Regions from separate parts of the Mus musculus genome. Here region 1 is linked to region 2. The links are chromatin contacts, called in public promoter capture Hi-C maps. All regions are on one chromosome and are shown on one strand. The core of a region is the stretch at or near the end of the contact, and the rest is flanking DNA. Distances in the headings are between cores, read along the strand shown. Region 1 holds the start of Fxyd6 (FXYD domain-containing ion transport regulator 6). Region 2 overlaps BC049352 (cDNA sequence BC049352).

What was found. Promoter capture Hi-C pulls out the DNA fragments that hold promoters and counts their contacts.
Region 1: a contact with region 2 is called in a promoter capture Hi-C map of hematopoietic stem and progenitor cells, with 2.9 times the contacts expected there. The contact joins the promoter of Fxyd6 here to the enhancer-like site in region 2. A contact is called at or near these places in 6 of 39 promoter capture datasets (the 3T3-L1 cell line, hematopoietic stem and progenitor cells, liver and 2 more), 1 of 15 datasets of contacts at CTCF or cohesin (CD8 T cells), 4 of 484 Hi-C or Micro-C datasets (the G1E-ER4 cell line, bone marrow-derived macrophages, embryonic cerebral cortex and 1 more), 10 of 115 datasets of contacts at active chromatin or transcription factors (CD8 T cells, bone marrow-derived dendritic cells, double positive thymocytes and 6 more) and 2 of 9 other capture datasets (adipose tissue and liver).

What each region holds. Positions count from the first base shown.
Region 1 is chr9:45,368,771-45,374,398 of GRCm38.p6, reverse strand. It overlaps Fxyd6 (FXYD domain-containing ion transport regulator 6), which reads right to left and starts at 4,214. Exons shown (of 8, transcript NM_022004.6): 1 at 3,911-4,214.
Region 2 is chr9:45,244,078-45,249,623 of GRCm38.p6, reverse strand. It overlaps BC049352 (cDNA sequence BC049352), which reads right to left. Exons shown (of 5, transcript NM_001198971.1): 4 at 5,337-5,465; 5 at 1-809. The coding sequence ends at 5,366. Among named protein-coding and RNA genes, the nearest start is that of Mir7086, 20 kb to the left of the region's middle. Within about 2 kb of position 3,348, at least 110 of the 459 cell types and tissues checked have an H3K27ac peak or open chromatin away from gene starts, as enhancers often do. A contact at or near this core is called in CD8 T cells, adipose tissue, bone marrow-derived dendritic cells and 4 more, where this site is marked.

The DNA.
Region 1 (5,628 bases), core at 2,965-5,464, 120 kb before region 2:
GTCTACAAAGTGAGTGAGTTCCAGGACAGCCAGGGCTACACAGAGAAGCCCTGTCTCGAAAAACCAAAAAGAAAGAAAGAATGACTCCACAGCTCTACAGTCCACAGGGTTCTGTGAAACCCACAGGGCCTACCATACTGGAGAGACTTGGCATTTGTTAAAAGTGTCAATGAGTAAAACCGAGGGCTGGCTTTCCTTTGGAGCTGTGGAAGACAGGAATGTCACCATGACTCCAAATAGAACTCCTTGGTCTCCTCTCTGACCCTTTCTACCCAAACCATAGTTCTTGACTGTGCAGAGACATTCCTACAGTCCCAACCCGATCCCTGGAACTCAAACCTCTTCCTCCCCACCCCCTCACCCTGCCAGACATCTCGTGACAGATGTTTTCCTATGTTGTTTCCAAGCTGGCTTTATATTTCACAGGTCAGAATTCCTCTCCAGCCCCATTTTAAGACAGAGAAGATGTGGCTAAATGGCTCCAAGATTCTGTCTTGGTCAGAGAGGTCCGGCTTCTTTTTAAAGACAGAGATCAAAGATGAGGGGTGCTCTTGAGCAGACCCTCTAAACCGTCCAGAGTACTTCAAAGACCAGCCACTGCTGGTCCTGATTTCCCACTCTGCAGAGGCAGCCCCTTAGGCCCCTTAAGCCTTTCAGGGCCCATGTGTGTCCTAACAGAACAGACAGGTGACTCTTGTCCAGGAAGAGTCCCTCCCCCATCCAGCCCATGAAAAGCATAGCTGACCTTGGCTTCTCAGCCATTGCCTGGTTGGTGGTGAAAGAAAAGCTTTGTCCAGAGTGGTCAGACAGTCCTTTTCCAGCTCGCTTTAGCCACACCCCACCCCAATTCCTCACACACATTGGTACCTAAGAGGAAATCGATCTTTTTCAAGATTCTAGAACCCACACACATTTAAGGGAAGGATGTGGCTTAGAAATCATAACTAAATCCCCCATGGACCAATCTGGAAACAAACGCCTAAGATCTTGGAGGCCTCAGGTTACTTGAGCACAGACAAAGCCATTTTTAGGTTGCACCAAGAGACCTGTGGTGTGTCCAACAGGATATTTGTAGAATAAATGCATTTGTTCTTGGGGAGCACAGCGCTCAGGTGTGAGCCAAGGAGCTAGAACCTGACTTTTTGTGGGCCCCAGGCTCTGTCTCATGTGACTTCTGCTTTCCCAGGGCACCCTTCTCATCTCTCCTTGCAACATCTTCCAACACATCTACAAGGTCACTTTGGAAGGGACGTCCCAATTTCCAATGGATTGATAGACGCCAAGGAAAGAGGTACGGGCTGAGCAGTGTGGAATCTAAGATCTTGCCTAAGGACATAGGCCTCTGCCACTGCTGCTTATGGGGCTTTGACTCAGTTTCCCCACCCATGTCCTGACCTAATTCTTTCTCAGGCTCTGAGGACGGTGTCTTCTTCTTCACTGTCACGTTCCCAGAAGTTAGCATACAGTAGGTGCTCAAAACCATTCAATAACTGAACAAAATGGGTTCTCCAACAGTCCAAAGGTCAAATGGAACCCAGAGGGAAACTCTTCCCTCAAGTTCCAGCCACCTGAGGATAAGTCTTGATAGTGTCCTGGCAACTCAGCAGCCCTTGGCTTGCTCTCCTAGAGGCATGAAAATGACTGGAGGGGCAAGCAAGAAGCAGGAAAACTGGGACTGGGGTAGACCAGAACTCCACACACAGCTGAGAACCCTGTTTGGCATTTCTTTGGCTCTTCTCTCTCCCTCTCTTTATCTCTATCACTCTGTGTCACTGTCTCCTCTCTCTGTCTCTCTTTCTCCTTCTTTCTGTCTCTGTCTCTCTGTCTTTCTATGTCTCTGTCTCTCTCTCTCTCACACACACATATATCTTTGATCCCTGTTCCTTCTCTCTGCCCTCTTGTGTTCTCATAACAGGCTTCCCTCCCTTCCACAGAGCCTCCTCTGTTCAGAAAGGACCATGGGTGTCAAGGAAGGAAGAACACAGCCTGGAGAGACTTAAATCCTGGTTTGTGCCCAGCCATGGCCCTGGAGTCTGGCACCTAGCAGAGGGGTTTCTCTCCTAGGATGGTTTGGGAGCTTTTCTTTGGCTTTTTCCTGTAAGGTCCCTGGGAGAAGTCAGAGGTTCCCTTCTGGGCTACTCCTTCTTGATACTCTAAGTATCCAGAATAAGGCTGAACAGGAAGGAAAGCACTCTCTGTCTGCTTAGCCTCACCCAGCCTGGTGTGTGTGTGTGTGTGTGTGTGTGTGTGTGTGTGTGTGTGTGCATGTACATGCGTGTGTACATGTATGTGTCAGTTTGTGTTACAGGTGGAGTCCCTGCATGCACACACAGAGTGAGGGCTGAGTATAAGTAACATGCATTTGGTACAGTTACTGTGTATGTAGGACAGTTGGTACAGTTACTGTGTATGTAGGACGGTTGGTACAGTTACTGTGTATGTGGGACGGGATGCAGGTCGTCTATTTGGTGTGGGTGTCGTATGTGTGTGGTGTAGTTGGTGTGTATGTGGTGTGTAGGGTGCGGGATATATTTGCCGTTTATGTGGTGGGCTGTGCATTTGGTGTCTTTGGCTTGATGTGTTGTGGTTTCATGATGTGTTACTTGGTGTTCATGTGATATAAATGTGTATGTTATGTGTGTCCACTATGCTAAAGGGCTGTGAGGGTTGACAGGTATGTGAGGCTGTGACGATATTGTGTGTAATGTGTGAGCACTTGTGTTTGTGGTGCTTGTGGTGGTGGGATGGGTAAAGGGCCAGGCAGTTTAGAACGGGAGCCAGACATAGGGTGTCCTCCTTTAAAAAGCAAAGGGTAACCAGTATCTAAGCAACCATATTGGGGGGAGGGGAGGCAATTGGAGGTGAGGAATGGGCAGAAATCTGAGGGAGGTTGAACTGGAGGGGTTTCCATGGCAACCATGAGACAGGTCACGTGCAAAAGGCCAAGTTGGAAAACAGATACACACATTCATACATCTACAATATGAGGGCAGTCAGAACACTAGTGCCAAGGGTCCTTGAGAGGGCTGAGATGCCCACTGGTCCCACTACAAAGGTAGAAATCCCAATTCCAGTAGCGCGGGAAGACAGGTTAGACAAAGGAAATAAAGACAGAGGGTACATTGATGGAGCCAAGCCTCCAGGCATCACAACCTCTGGGTCTGGAGGTTGGTGGCAGCTTGGGTGGGCCGGTATTTCCAACCTGACTGCTCCTAGGAGCAGACGCCCAGAGACCCAGTCTCTCAACCAACTCTACAGAAAAGCCCTGGGCAGACATAAAGCGGGGAGGCTCCGCCAGGGCCAGCCCCGGTTGGGAACGATGGAGATAGGGTACTAGCAGCCCTGGAAAGAAAATCGAGCTGGACAGACCAAAAGAAGGCAATGCAGTCAGATGAATCCCCTCATCCTCGAACCCCAACGCCGTCTACAGGGCCTCTTCGCCACTCCCGGAGCCCACGCCCACACCCCACAAGCACCAAGCCAGCAAATTTCCATTTTGTGTGGCCCATGTGTCCACATTCACATTCCTTCATTCCCGGGTCCTCGCATCTCCATTCCCCGCAGGGTCTCCCGCTTCCGAGTAACAAAGGGAAGCTCCCCTGCTAAAGGGTCCTCTATCCTTCTGGAGCTCCTGATGCAAGCTCAGGGCAGCCTCAAAAGCATTTTCCAGCCACCAGCATCGCCCACCGCCATTGCCTGCAACCCCATCCCGGTATCCTTAGCTTTTGGAAGCTCATCTACTTGTTTACATCTCCAAATCCATTTCCCGCCGCCCAGGCAGGGACCTGGGCACACACCCACTGAAACAAACAAGACTCGGAGGAACCTGGCGCTAGAGTGACGGATCCCCACCCAAGCCTCCTCCACTCGGAAGAAGGTGCCAACTTTGCCCACCTCCCTTGCTGCTCACCTAGGCGTTGGGTCCCCTCCGAGCGGATCCCAGAAGGACTAGCAGAGTCCAAGCAGCCGGGAGTGGCGCGCTGGGGGCAGGGCGGTGGGCGCGGCTTGCAGCTTTCCCGCCTCCCAGAGGGGGCTGACTGGTTGGCCTCCCCGGTCGCCCTCGTCCACTGGCTTCTGGGTCCCCTTGCAGACCCCTGTGATGTCGCCCGCGCCCTTCTCTCTGCGAGCTCTTCGCAAAGGGAAGTGAGGCTTGAAGAAGCAACAGGAGACGCGCGGAGGAGGCGCCCAGCGCCGGAGCGGATTTGCCAGCAGCTGTTGCTTTTTGATTCTCCCCCCCTTTGGTGAGGGTAGGAAATGAGCCAGACCAACACCGTGACAGGGCTGGTGTTTTTCGGAAATAGGAAAATCAGGGGAGAAAGGCAGAAAAATAGGAAACAACGGAGCATCAGCCACCTGCAACCTGCGTTCATTGGCTGTGTTCGCAATTAGCATGAATGGGAGCCAGAGTTAGGTGGAGTGTTGTTTGCAAATAGAGCTGGTGGGCTGTGGGGACAAGACCCTCACATGAACCAGGGTTTTGCTGCCCAGAAGCCCGTTTTCAAGACACCCATCTCCATCCCTAACTCCGGAAGGCTTTAAGAGTAGCTCTCCCCAGCCTAGTCACTAAGAGTCAAAATTCGAGGTGACAAATTAATTTAAAGATTTACATCCTAGCTCTGCAATCCTACCTGTAGCATCAGTATGAACACTCATATATGGAGTGTTCCTTTCCCTAATCTAGGAAAGGGAGGTGAGACTAACTCCCAGCAAGGGTTCCATTGACTAACTCTAAGTAATGATAGAAGAGCTTGCAAGAATGGACAGAGGTCACCCCACCCCACCCCACCACCCCCAGCAGGTTGGTATCCAGGAAGCTCTGTAGTGGGGAAGGCTGTTCTAATTAGCCAACTGAAGGGATGCTGTAGGGAGGCTGGCCTACCCTGTGCTGAAGCATTGAGGAGAGCAGCTGGCATCAGCCAATTCTAGGTCTTATCACGAGGCTTTCCTGACAACCCCTACCCCAGAAATAATGGGCTCTACTAGCAAGAGCCCAGCCCTGCCTCTCCAGCACCACAGCACCAGGACAGTTACTCATTTGTGAAGAAGAAGAAGGAAGAGGAGGAGGAGGAGGAGGAGGAGGAGGAGGAGAACAACTCTTTTAATCCCAACACTTGGGAGGCAGAGACAGGTGAATCTCTGGATTTGAGGCCAGTCTGGTCTAAAGAGAGAGTTCTAGGACAGCCAGGGATACATAGAGAAATCTTGTTTCAGGGCATGAAAATCTTCCCTTTTCAGAGGAAAAGGAAGAAGAGTTGAAAGAGGAAGAAGAGGAAGCAAACAAACAAACTTGATAATTCTGTGGCCTTTCAGCTTGGTTGAATCACTTTAACAAATGGTCCAGTCTCAAAGGCCAAGGCAAAAAAACAGATGGGAAGTCAAGGTTGCCCTAGAACTGGCAGAGAAGCCATCAATGGCTACCAGGAAGAAACTGGGTTACCTTGCTTAAGGGGAGTCTGTAGAGGATAGTTTGACCCCTTAAGCATAGGACCTTGGGCTGAAAAGACTCCACCCTGGCCCAGTTTCATAATCACTAGGGTTCCTGTGACAGTTAAAACCCTTTTATCAAAGTCTGGCTCAAGTCTTGCCAATCCACGTGGCTCCAGACAGCGGCCTGACCTTCTGTCCCAA
Region 2 (5,546 bases), core at 2,099-4,598:
TGAGCCACTCAGACCCTGTGTGTGCTTCCAACATGTGGCCTGTCACTATGTGTCACTCTTGGTGCCCCATGCAGCTGCCACGGTGTGGAATACCTTGTGGCTGCTGGGTACGCACCTGCTGGACTCACTGGAAAGAGGTAAAGAATGTGGTATATTAATTATGCTAGGTGGATGTGGGAAGCCTCAGACATGGAGTCTATGACAGCCAATACAAGGTGAGATCCCAGGATCTAAGGCCAGCAAAGAGTCAGCACAGGGAATAGGGCCGGTGCTGTGGAGCCTTGTATGGAGTGGAGGGCGTGGAGATAGGGCAAGCATGTGATGTCTGTTCACTCGGGCTAACTGACTACCATAGCAAAGCTCTTGGGCTGGAGAGACCTCAAGGGCAGCCTCAGGGAATGGAAAGAGTGCTTCTCCAGATGCTAGGTATGATTAGCTCTTTGCACATGGATCTATACCTCGGTCTTCTCATCTGTCACAGAGAGAGAGTAGTCTTGGAACTTGTCTGTTTTCACTAGTTCCCTATGACGTCTCATTGAAGGTTCTTTACCTGGCATTCATTCCAGCTCATTGATGGCAGAAACACCTCTTGATTTACCTCTGTGCCCTCTACACCCAGCCAACGCTAGTGCATGGTGATGAGCACCCTATAAATGGTGAATAAATGAACGCATGACTGGGTAGAACTTTTCCATTCATGTCAAAGAAGCATTTGAATGCAGGTGAAAGCAGTTCAAGAAGCATCGAGATGATTATGATGGTCACAGAAGTCTGAGCAGACCAGGTGCTTGGGAGACATCACTCTGAACCTAGGAGAGAGAGAGAGAGAGAGAGAGAGAGAGAGAGAGAGAGAGAGAGAGAGAGGTTACTGGCAGCTTGCTTTCTGGTTTGCTATGCTCTCTGCTTAGTCACATGGACCTATGATTATTCCCTTTCCCACTTTCTTCACCCTACAGCTCCTATATAGTGTAGGACTTAGGGCTGCAGACCAAACGTGAGACGGAAGAAAAGAGAGTACAACCAGGAAACTGAGGTGAAGGGGTGAATGAAAACATTCAGGTGCATTCACCTGCTCTTTGGGCAAACATTCATTGGGTACCACAACACCAAACCTCCCGAGACAGGCAACTAGACATGATCCTACCGGTTGGCTCAATTCTGCATGATGTGCACACTCGCTCGCTCACACACACACACACAGATGCACAGACACAGACACATACACACACATACAGACACACAGACACACAGACACACACAGACTGTCCATTCACCTCTCTGACACTCTCACCCCTGCATGGTGGAACTGAAGTTACCCACTGTGAAATATCTTCATAGCTGGAAGCCTCAAAGTTCTCAAGGCTAAATGGCAACCTTACACAAACAAGGTCCCTGGGGCCCAGGGAGCCTCATCCCATGATCTTTAGGGAGAAGAGTCAGGCTTAAAATAGAAGAGGAGGGACTTCTTCCATTTCCACCCACCTTTCTCCCAGCAGCCCTCTGCTTATGCACGGGAAGACCTATCCAAGGCTTTAGGGAATGGAAGCCAAGCCCATGGTTCCGCAGAAGCAGGGTGGATGGGGTGAATGGGTGAGTGAGAAGGGCAGGGACCACCAAGGCTTTGGTCTCCAGCACTGCACTCCCACATTGTTTTGTTGGTTTGCTGTTCCTCTGAGCAGACAGAACATTTTCACTTCTGGTCCCCAAAATGTGAGAATTCACCAGGCCACTGGCTTCCTGTTTTGCATTGGCTTTTGCACACTAAGCAGTTTTAAAAATAAAATAATGATACTCCCATCTACTGTTGTGTTGTCCTTCTTAAGCCCTGGAGCATAGGAGGGGCGTCATAAACTTCTCCTGGGTCCTGTCACCTGACCCTATCTACTGTCACTGGCTTGGGGCAAGGCGAGGAAGTCTCAACAGAGATGCTATGGCTTTGAACATGACTTAGGTTGTCCCTTGGTAGAAAAGCTTTCCATCTCTGTGTGCCCTTGTCTAGAAAAGTGTCTGATCACACCACAAGCATGGGAGGGTGTGGCTAAGGAGGGGGAAGGAGGAAAGATGACAAGTGTTGGTTTTGAGAGCAGCAGGCATGAACCAGGCTTGGAGCAAGATGCCCTCAAGAGGATGAAGAATCCTTTTGCTTAGTTTCCTGAGTAGTTCCTGCCTACGTGAACACATACATGTACACCTAAGTGTATGTAAGGCACAACAGGGGACTTAGAAGAGATGTAAAGCCCAACTTGGCCTGCTAGAAATGCTTGTGAGAAAGGAGAGATCAGGTTAATCTCCAGAGATACTGGATTCCCCATGGAGACAGCCCAGTACCTGGAGGAGCAGAGAAAATGAATGAAGATGTGTGAGCCAGAGAGTGTTTCTAAGTAAAATCAGATGAGAACAAGGGACATAAGTCTTGAAGAAGGCTCCTGGGAAATGTGAACTGTGAGCCAGGAGGAAGAGTGGCAGGAAGGGATGACTTGGAGATCAGAGAATAAAAGTAAACAAGGACTGGGAAGTGGGCAAGGCAGAAGCTCAGAGCTGAGATCAAGCCTGGGAGGCCTGAGCCCTGAAAGCCCCATCCATCACTGTGGGGCGATTAGCAGCTCACTGGAGGGAAGAGCCAGTATCTTGGAAGCTGGGGATCAGAGAGCTGCTGCCCCTTAGCTCTTCCAGGTTGGGGAACAGGATATGTGGAGGAAACCTGCTATCTACATGGGGGTCAAAATGAATGGTGTCAGCCAGGCAGTGGTGGCAGACGCCTTTAATCCCAGCACTTGGGAGGCAGAGGCAGGTGGATTTCTGAGTTCGAGGCCAGCCTGTCTACAGAGTGAGTTCCAGGACAGCCAGGACTACACAGAGAAACCCTGTCTCAAAAGAACCAAAACAAAACAAACCAAACCAAAACAAACCAAAACAAAAAATGGTGTCTTGAGTCCTGAGGTGAGTGTCAGGAAAGACGGGACATAAAATTCACAGTGTTTGGGCATGGACAGGATTGTGGGTGCAGGAGAAGAGGACATTCCAGGTTGGGCACAGCCCTGGGAAGGACATTTAGAGGAACAGGGTAATATAGAAACTGTAGCTAGTAGCCCTTGGCACAGCAGGCTCTCCAGTGGGATGGAGCAGGAGATGGGATGAAGGGTAGAGGAGCAATGGGTAGGCCCTAGTACAGCCAAGGATTGGAGTGCCCAGTCAGTGCCCAGCCTTAGCGGCCTGTTGCTTGGTTTCTAGTTAGTCTGAGAAAGCTGTAATCTGCCCCTTCACTCCTAGGGTGTAGCCACTGTCTGGAGTGAAGAAAACTGCTTCACCATGGGCCTGCGGAAGTAAGGAAAGCAAGGGGGTGCGGAAGGGACACGGAGCACGTCAGTGGCCTCAGAAAGAGGAAGCAATGTGCTCTCGCTTCTGCTTCTGAGCATGGGAAATACCCACTATTCTCCCATCCTCAGCAGATGTCCCTGTCCTCACCTGAAGCCACACAACCTGGGCCCAAGCCTACCTGGGGTTCAAGGCTCATTCTCTTTTCAAGTATCCAACAAGTCTCCTGAGTCCTGAGCATTCCCAGGGGACCCAGTGGGTCCTACAGGCCATGCCAACCAGGGCAGAGTTACAGGTGTTATTGGGATCACAGAACCTGTGAGTTCAGAAGTGGGGTCCAGCTTGCAGAGCTGGGTATCCAAGGAAGAAGGAAGCCAAAGGCAAGAGTATTCTCTTTCTCCATCACATCCAAGAGTTCTCTGAGAAAGGGGGAGAGGTCCAAAGCCATGAAGAGTCCCTCTTCATACTCAACAGCTCAGGGAAGAAACCCCAGTCAAAGGCTTCCAAATCCTAAGGCTTGGTGTGCTGTGTCCAAGGCCCACTGAGCTGGGAAGAAAAAGACTCCCACCCCTGGCAGGAAGCAGGAAGGATCCGCCAGGCCTGGAGCATTCCTTCCTCCACAGTCTGCTATAGGCCAAAGAGAGAACAAGAAGCAAAATAAGAAACACAAAACACAGGGGCCTCAGCAAAAATGAGGGGAAGGACAGAAAAATAATGGCCAGCCCTCCCCTTCCTGTCTCTGTTTTGGCCTCAGCATCTTTTAGCTTAGAACTGGGGCTGGTTGATCCAGTGACAGGCCTGACCAACACAGGCTCCTTAAGGCTTTCTCCATTTACTACTGCTTCAAGGAGTGAAGCATCTCTGGATGGAACTGCTTTATACCAAATATCGGCTGAATACCGGCTGAACTAAAACTGGTACCCGCTGCCTTCAGTCCAGTGGGTCACAGGCAGAGCAAGAAGCCACGGCTTCGGAGGTAAAGTGTTCTACAGTCCTTGTCCTTAGCTGCTTTGGTCAGCCTCCACCAGGCGCCTCCCATGGCTCCATAACTCTCTGCTTTCTACCACATAGGGCCAGCTTGGTGCAGGACAGCAGAGACGGAAAATAGATCCCACCCTGGGCACTGTGGGCACCCCAGGTTGGGAGCCTAAACAACAGGGACACTGTTTCTAGATTGTTCTGCTCATGTGTGGTGGGCACTGAGCCTTGTCACTGTAGGAAGAACTAGTCAGAGGGAGATAGCAAAAGGGAAGAAGCGTGGAAAAGGCCCAAACCAAACACAGCGCTGAAAGGGCAAAGTAAAGACCCTAGTTCAACCTTCAGGGAAGTTGGCCACAGATGGAAATGTTAAATAACATGTCTGAAATCACCCCTCTGACCACATGACTCCCCAATGAAAATGATCGGCTCTCCAGCTCCAGGTAGCAACTTAACAAAATGAAATGACAGGAGATTCCACATGAACATCTATCTACCCTGTAGAGTCTCTGGGCCATTTCCACCCTGGGCTGCATTCGACAGGAGGAAGGCTGGCCTGGCTGTGATTGTCGCACTGTGTCTGCAGGATATTTGCAATTCCTACAGGCTCGGTGTGTCCTGAAATCCAGTTTTTAACCCTGGGGGATAGTTGCTTCTCTGAATTCCATGAGAAGACTGCTAAGCCTGGTCAGGCTCTTCCGTAGGGGCCTAACTCCATGGGGGCTGGAAGAGGACCCAGTGAAGGTCCCTTATTCTTCTTACTTGCAGCCGAGTCAGGCTTTCAGGGCCCAGGAAGGCCAGAGGAGCTCATGATGACCCAGGAGCCTTTCCTGTGTAAGGAGAAGAGATACTGAAAATAGAGGTGGCTTGGGAGGGCTTTACTATGCTGGTTCAACTGGCCTGACTCTCTCAAGAAAGAGTAGAGGGATTGAGCCATTCATCTGTGCTCTGGGTGGCCCTTGGCGCTAAGCTTCACAGCCTGCACCCATATAGGATCTTACTCTGGCATGAGACCCACTCAGTTCTTCTGTCCTGCCACTCACCTGACCTTCAGAAGCTAGTCACTGCTCCATCAGACTCTGTCATTGGAGAACTTCATGTAGCCACCATCCGGGCTGCTCATGTGGCCACTGATGGTGAAGGGTGGGCCAACCTCCAAGTCCTTCAGGTTCCTGAGACAGATTTCCAATGAAGCTGTTAAACTGAGAACCCAGCCTCTCCAGGAATCCTGTCTCCCTAGACTGGAGCCACCA